Linked DNA regions of Zea mays: region 1 is linked to region 2. The links are chromatin contacts, called in public Hi-C maps. All regions are on one chromosome and are shown on one strand. The core of a region is the stretch at or near the end of the contact, and the rest is flanking DNA. Distances in the headings are between cores, read along the strand shown. Region 1 holds the start of LOC103634670 (U3 small nucleolar RNA-associated protein 14). Region 2 holds the start of LOC107521950.

Region 1 (4,145 bases), core at 204-2,703, 160 kb before region 2:
AGAGTGCAATGAGAACATCAAAGATACCTTGTTAAGTTCCAGGATTTTGGCACCATCGTTCTTGTGTGCTTCTATTATTTCAGTGCTTTGCGTAATCTCAGCAATCTTCTTCTCAAACTCAGTCCTTGGTTTAAATTCGCTAGCAATTGCCGCAACAGTGTTCACACCCAAGTTGGTATCATTTTCAAAGTATAGTACAGGAGCTTCCCTGTTACTCTTCACGATTCCTTCCCACTTTGTTAGCTCATTCTTGGATTTCTGAAACGTCACGCTGCGCTCGATCTTGTCCCTCTCTACTTTTGGAAGTGGGGCTAGCACGACCATCGGTTTTTTCTCCTGCTGCTGCAGCCTCTTACGGATCTTGCTATAACCAGGTTTCCCCTGGACATTGTCCAAGAGATCATGAATTGTGACAGGACCATCTCCATCGCCATGCTGCAGGTGCAGCTCCGATGGCTGTTTCCTCTTCTTTCCTGTTTTGACAAATTCATTTCAGATTTCTGAGCCCTAGTTTTATTTAGTTCGGCAAACGCCGTTTATTTTAGAGTGCTACAACGTTATTTAGCACCTCACAGTTTTGGCAGGTAGGAAAACTCCTAAGCCTTCAACCCAAAAAAAAATAACAATCTGTATGCAATGTCCATGAGAATATAACATATGCAATGTTAACAGGATAAAAAAAAGCTTACCATCGAAGGCTTCTCTGGGCATTCCGGTCGTCTCCTGAAGTATTCTTATCTGCTTCTCCTCATCATCACCGTCGTCATTGTCATCTTCGTCCATATCCTCGCCTTCCTCCGAAGGCACATCCTCATCCTAAAAATACGCAAATGCGAACATGATTCGGTGGGAGTTCAAGACAGGCTCAAATGCTTATAATGACAACGTCTCAGCAATCGCTTCGCTAGTGGCCCAGTGCATCGAGTAGGAAGGGTCCCCGCACCGCATCGGAGGCGTCGCTGTCGAAGTTGTACTCGTACTTGGCGACGGTGTCATAGCGGCCGTTCTTGCCGGCCTCCTCCTCGGGCACCCCTTCCTCGTACTCGTACACGTCCTCGGCAACCGCGTCGGACCCGTCCTCCTCACCATCGGAGCCGCGGGCAGGGCCAGGCCCCATCGCGTCGAGCTCCCGAAGCATCACCTTGGACAGCCGCGGCCCGTGGCGCCGCCTCTTCCCTTGGTCGGGGGCGGGCTTACCTCGCCGCATGGCGACCTTTTTCGGCATTGGGGCGATGAGCAGAGCGAGGGATGGATCCGGCGGAGCGGAGAGGGAACTGCGGCGGCCTAGCAGGGGAACTGCGGCGGCCTAGCAGGACGCTGAAACAGAAGGCGTCGGGAGTTGAGGTCTCGGGCGTGTTGAGCGGCTGGCGGCTAGGGTACGCTCGCGACTCGCCTCAGTTCTTGGGCCGCGGCTCCAGCCGGGACAAGGCCCGGTTTTCTTTCACATTGCACATCATCAAATGTCTAGTTTTTCAGTCTATACTAGGTCTGTGCCCGTGCGTTGCAACGGGAGTACGCTAGTGTCGGAGACCATAATTAGGGGTACCCCAAGACTTCTAAACTCGGCTGGTAATCACCGTCAGCACAAGCTGCAAAAGCCTGATGGGCGCAATTTAGGTCAAGGCTCCGTCCACTCAAGGGACACGATCTCGCCTCGCCCGAGCCCAACCTCGGGCAGGAACAGTAGACCCAGGCGGATTTACGCCTCGCCCGAGGGCCTCCTCAAGCAACAGGCGCACCTTCAACTCGCCCGAGGCCCAGCTCGGGCAGGCTTCACAGTGAAGCAACCTTGGCCAGATCGCCTCACCAACCGACCGTATCGCAGGAGCATTCAATGCAAGGATCGCCTGACACCTTATCCTGACGCGCGTTCCTCAGTCGGCAGGGCCGAAGTGACCGCAGTCACTTCGCCCCTCCACTGACTGACCTGACAGGAAAGCAGTGTCGCCTGCCCCGCTCCGACTGCTGTGCCACCCGCTAGGGTGAGGCTGACAGCAGCCGAGTCCAGCCTCAGGCGCCATAGGAACTCTGCCTCGCCCGACCCCGGGGCTCGGCCCCCGCCTTGACCTCGAAAGACGGTGTCCGCCTCGCCCGACCCCAGGGCTCGGCCCCCGCCTCGACCTCGGAAGACGATCTCCGCCTCGTCCGACCCCAGGGCTCGGACTCAACCTCAACCTCGGAAGACGGTCTCCGCCTCGCCCGACCTTGGGGCTCGGACTCAACCTCGACCTCGGAGGAGTCACCGCCTCGCTCGACCTTGGGCTCGGACCGACCACGTTACAGGGGGTACATCATTACCCTACCCCTAGCTAGCTCAGGCTACGGGGAACAAGACCGGCGTCCCATCTGGCTCGCCCCGGTAAACAAGTAATGATGGCACCCCGCGTGCTCCCATGACGATAGCGGTTCTCAGCCCCTTACGGAAGCAAGGAGACGTCAGCAAGGACCCGGCAGCCCCGACAGATGTGCTTCTATAGGGCTCAAGTGCTCCTCCGACGGCCACGACATCACATGCACAGGGCACTAACACCTCTCCGACAGCCACGTCGGCATGTACATAGGGCTCTGGCTCCTCTCTGCCGGACAGGTTAGCATACTGCTACACCCTTATTGTACACCTGTGCCCTCTCCTTACATCTATAAAAGGAAGGTCCAGGGCCCTCGTATGAGGAGGTGGCCGCGCGGGAGGACGGGCTGACGGACAGACTCTCTCTCTCTCTCTCCCTCGCGGACGCTTGTAACCCCCTACTGCAAGCAAATCAATTTCTATCAATTTTTAGAAGGTTAAATGGTCCACCAAACAATTTATTTTTTTAAAATTCTCCGAGCATTTACTGCACCCCTTTTAATCATTGTTGAGTTTCTGTGGTTAGAAGTGTGTAGTAAATATTATAACGTGCTTTTAGAACCATCTTCAGTTGATGAATGCTTCAGTCGATTAAAAGTAGTATGATCTTTTCTATGTCGTACTAACATATTCTAAAGTTTAAAATAAAATAATGAAGAAAAATGTCATTTTGTCTCAAGGAACCTTGAAGCAAGAACAAGATTACACCATATTAACTCAAGATGACTTGGTGATAAACTGATACTTGCAGATAAGGAAGAAATGAATCACAACATGAGCTCTCCGATCAAACATGTTCATTTACTGCAATCCGAAGGTTCGACATTGTTCACAACCATTACCATCCAAATCCAAGCAACCGAAACCTATTTTAGGCTTACTGCTTCAATTATACACAGACAAAACCCGACAGTACCATGTTGGAGACGTCATACTGGTCACAAGTCTAATAACATTAGTGACCTCAAATCTCCAACAAAACAACAAATTAACCGCTCGCATTAATGCTTTGTCCTTCAGACCAGTATGGCTGTTGCAATTTAGCGACGAACTGGCACAATCTGCTCTTGCAATTTTTCTTCGGTCAGCCCCACTCACATTAATGCTTTGTCCTTCGATGGTTACTGAGAAGATATTCATTGCAGTATTTGTTGTATTCATACATTCAAATTTGTAACAAATATGTTATTGTTGCAGGATTATCATAAAACAAGAGTAGTCACCCTAGTTGGAGCACCAGACAAGTTATCCCTGGTAGGCCATGTAACATAGTGAGAAGCTAATATGGAAGACTGGAAGTGATACCATACTTTGGCCTAATGATGGTGCAATTGCATTACAGGATTTACAACATAAGCGGCAAAGGAAAGAAAACTAAAACATGCTTCAATTGCTTACCCCCTATTAGCTGGGACTGAAAGAAGATCAGCTTGTACTGCACACATGGAGAAGTCAGTCATTGTACAAACAAGTCCAACAATAGGTAAGCTAACCAACCTGTAACAATTTTTAGTAGAGAGTCTAGCTTAACAGTCACATCATTCCGAAATATCCTAACTACTCGACAGAGGTAGCCCTTCAAAGGACCCTTTCTAATGCGCAACATCTGCCCAATAGAGAAAAGTTGTTCTCTGGTGCTCCTGTAAGGCCCTTCAGCTGTATTATGAAGGAAATCAGAACGATGTACTTACATGCAGAAAATATTACAGAAGAAAACAAGAAACACTGACTGTTTATCCTAGAATATATGTTGTATCCTAGAAGAGAATTTCAAAAGCTTTGTTTCTGTCGGTTGTAT
Region 2 (4,043 bases), core at 1,027-3,526:
ATCTCCAGCAGCGTCCTCTAAACTGTCATCTAAATATAGATGACGCAACTATATATAAAGTTTCTCTCTACTCTTCTCTATCCATTTTAATATTTAAAATAACATATTTAGTAAAACTAAAATATGTAAAATATATTTGAGGATACGACAAATACGTGCGTATAAAAATTAAAAGTAAAATATGTCTATAATATAAGTATTTATTACGTATAAAGAACGAGATATAGAAAACATTGTTGGAGAAGAAAAAAATATAGAATAGAGAATTTTTTTCAAATAAGACTATAAAGAACATATATAAATGATAGATTTAGAGAACGTTGCTGGAGACAGTTAAGGATAGTCAATAAGTAGGAAGGGATAGTGTCATCGAATCAATAATGGTAAAAGTGACGCTAGAATACGTATGTGCATTAAGTGGTGAGATCATAGGAGACGACGGTGAATCACGGGGTTGCAGTTATGGCTAATAGGTATAGATTGTGCATTAAACGGCGCCGGCGCCGGCGGTGTGGAGAGGTGAGAGATAGAGTGAGAGAACGAAAAAAACAAGTGAATTGGTCGTCTATCATGCGGTACGGTTGCTACAGCTGTAATCTATAAAGACAAAAAACTGTAGAAGTCACAATCACAATCGGATTAAAGTAACAGCAAGCCGCGGAAGAAAACCCGCTCGGTTAGGGATATGTACACCAACTTTACCGAGTACCCGTGACTGGCACTCGGTAAAGTTTTTTTAAAAGTTTAAAAATATTTTTTGCCGAGTGTCCTAGATCTGACACTCGGCAACCCCCTAGTAAGCACTCGACAAAGTTTATTTAAATTTATCAGTATCTCTACTTATAATATCATTACATCTCAGCAAGTTTTATAATTTTTTGATTTTGTTTGTGTTTTATACAATTTTAAAACAACTGGATCGCAAGTTCACAGTCATGTTTCGTTAGTATGGTGTTCGAAAATTCCGGTCTGTTCCTGAAATAGACCATAACTTGTGCTAAATAATATGAATACCATTTTTACATTCACTGTTTTCTATTTTTCGAGTGACTTGCAGTTTAAATCTGAATTATTCGAAGAAATTCAAATAAACGAACTAAATCTAACAGTTATAGCAAAGACTTTGATAATTGTGCCAAAATGAAACATGTAGGTCTATATAGTGTAGGAATATAGTATAAAAAGTTTGGTAAAAAATTAAAAATATATTTTGCCGAGTGTCAGAGAAATACACTCGGCGAATAATTAATTGACTGAGTGTCTACGAGACGACACTTGACAAAGAAGTTATTTTGTCGGGTGTCAACTCCTGACACTTAGCATAGTTAACGATCGTCAACTATAGACGACCGTTGATTGCCTTTTGCCAAGATTCACGTTTCGTCGAGAGCTTGACGTTGTCGAGTGTTTGAATCTCGGCAAAGAGGGTCTGTGTCGAGAATGACACTCGACAAAGCGCTTGACACTCAATAAAGTGTCAGATTTCGATAGTGTATAAATAGCCTAAATGACAAGCTGTAAAGATGCTTATAGCCACTGCGACTATACCGTTAAACTTGCTCTAAATGAATCTCTAAGTTTTCTTAAGAATTTTTAGAATTTTTTATTTAAGCCAAACCCTAGATAGACATTCCATCGTAGGACTGTTTGGGTCGTTGTCCAACTTGTCATAATTTATCTATTTTTTTCCTTTTTAATGTTGGTTCTTCAATTTGATGGACAAACCTTGATAGATCCATAATATGACATTACCGATCATGGTGCGTGACTGTTGAGACAAGAACGACATCAATCTCTTTTGCTTCCATTTTCTTGGCGTTGTACGGCTTGTGACCACACGCCTCTACTATAGGTTTCCAGGGCAGCACCATCCTATCATCAGCAGCTCCACGCATGACCACCCATTATCAGACTATAATCATCAGCGTGTTAATTTATGACCACCCACCCATTATATTAGTAGTACTGTACTGACTACTTGGCTCGGCAGTCATCAATGCAGCACTGCGAAACAAAAGAGATGTGTAGCTCCGTCGGCTGCCCCCGCCCGTCAAGTTGGCTGCTTACGTGCACGCCCGACGCGGACAGAGACAACAGCGTGAGGCGTTCCAACACTGCAAGCACGCGCGCGCACTGAACTGAAGCCGACCCGTGCGAGCATGCTAGCAACTTGCATTATTGGCCTCGCACACGCCGCGCGCCTATAAGTAGCAGATCAATGCAGCACAGCAGCATGAACTAACTCAGCTCAGCACAACCTGCTACGTGCAAAAGACCGAGAGAGAGACGAAGCGGAGCTGATAATATTTTTTTTAAAAAAAACAATACTAACTAGCTAGCGATCGAGCAGCGATACAGTACAATGGCGCCGAAGAGCCTGCTTGTCGTCGCCGCCCTACTCGCCGTCGTCGTCTCCGCCTGCCAGCTGCCCCGCGGTGCGACGGCGTTGGAGGCGAGCCCCAGCACCAACACCAACACCAGCCTCATCGTCTCCGGAACCGTGCCATGCGCCACCGGGAACTCCATTGACCCGGCCACGGTCCCGGCGTTCCCTAGTAAGGATAAGGACGCGCGGTCGTCATCTGAATATATACATCATTTATCATCTGTTCATAAGCAACTTTCGAGGACGTACGTGCATATATGGATCGGAGGACCTTACATATGTTTCCCCGCCATCTGGGGTCGTTGGCCCAGACGCCCTCGTGCAGCTCGTGTGCGGCGGCAAGGTCGTGGGCAGCGCGACGGCGGACAGCGCCGGTGCCTTCGTCTTCAGCCAGAGCAGCGCCAGCAGGGACCTGGTCGCCGCCGCCATGCACAACCTGTGCAGGGTGGTCGTGGTCACCCCGCTGGGCGCGTGCGACAGGTCCCTGGCCGCAGCCGCCGGGACGCTGTCGGCGCCGCTGAAGCTCGTAGGCATCACCACCGGCAGCGGCAGCGGCAGCGACCTGGGCGGCCTCGGCGGCCTCATTGGCGGGATCGTCGGTCTCATCGGGGCGATCGTCGGCGGCATCCTCAACCTCAGCACCATGCCCTTCTCCTTCGTCTGAGCTCTCGTCGTCAGGCGTGGATCGTCGGACCTACAAGGGCTGCTGCGCGCTCCACAAGCTGTGAATCTATCGACGACGCCAACGAATCATGTTTGTTATTATAAAAAATAATTAAGCATCAGTCAATACGTGTAGCGGCCGGGCTGCTTTCTTAGTCACTTTGTGTGCCACATCTCACATGTGTTACGACGTAATATAAACTGTACAATGTACCTTGTATTACATATATATATTACTTCTATACCATGCATGCAAGTATATGCATTTTGTGTCACTCCTATATTTATGCTTACACTTGTTTGGAGAACATGCCTTTAAAACCACCGTTTCACTGCATCACATGCCAGATATGTAGGTGATCAAGTTTTTTAGAGAAACGCGTGGTGCGACTGCTTGCTATATCTAGCTACTTCTCGGACCGTTCTTGTTCACGACAATTTGTTCAATGGGCACTTATATTAGTCTTCTGACTCTTACTCATATACCCTTCCTATCGGGTTCGATATTCTTCCTCTCCAATCCTATACTTCCTCTTGGGTTCGATATTCTTCCTCTAGGTTTGATAGTCGCCTAGAGGGGGGGTGAATAGGGCGAAACTGAAATTTACAAAAATAATCACAACTACAAGCCGGGGTTAGCGTTAGTAATAATAAATGAGTCCGCAAGAGAGGGCGCAAAACAAATCGCAAGCAAATAAGGAGAGTGACACGTGGATTTGTTTTACCGAGGTTCGGTTCTTGCAAACCTACTCCCCGTTGAGGAGGCCACAAAGGCCGGGTCTCTTTCAACCCTTCCCTCTCTCAAACGGTCCCTCGGACCGAGTGAGCTTTCCTTCTTCTCAATCAACCGGGAACAAAACTTCCCCGCAAGGGCCACCACACAATCGGTGCCTCTTGCCTTGGTTACAATTGAGTGTTGATCACAAGAGCAAAAGAGAAAGAAAGAATGCGATCCAAGCGCAAGAGCTCAAAAGAACACGGCAAATCTCTCTCG

Evidence for each region. Hi-C and Micro-C count contacts between places; a contact is called where the count stands out from the background.
Region 1: a Hi-C map of ear shows a contact between it and region 2, with 1.6 times the contacts expected there. The contact joins the promoter of LOC103634670 here to the promoter of LOC107521950 in region 2. A contact is called at or near these places in 4 of 25 Hi-C or Micro-C datasets (bundle sheath, ear, leaf and 1 more).

What each region holds. Positions count from the first base shown.
Region 1 is chr1:57,574,172-57,578,316 of Zm-B73-REFERENCE-NAM-5.0, reverse strand. LOC103634670 (U3 small nucleolar RNA-associated protein 14) reads right to left here and starts at 1,453. Exons shown (of 11, transcript XM_020546372.3): 1 at 944-1,453; 2 at 690-816; 3 at 28-473. The coding sequence starts at 1,225.
Region 2 is chr1:57,410,934-57,414,976 of Zm-B73-REFERENCE-NAM-5.0, reverse strand. LOC107521950 reads left to right here and starts at 2,276. Exons shown (of 2, transcript NM_001321718.1): 1 at 2,276-2,555; 2 at 2,698-3,197. The coding sequence starts at 2,363. The coding sequence ends at 3,050.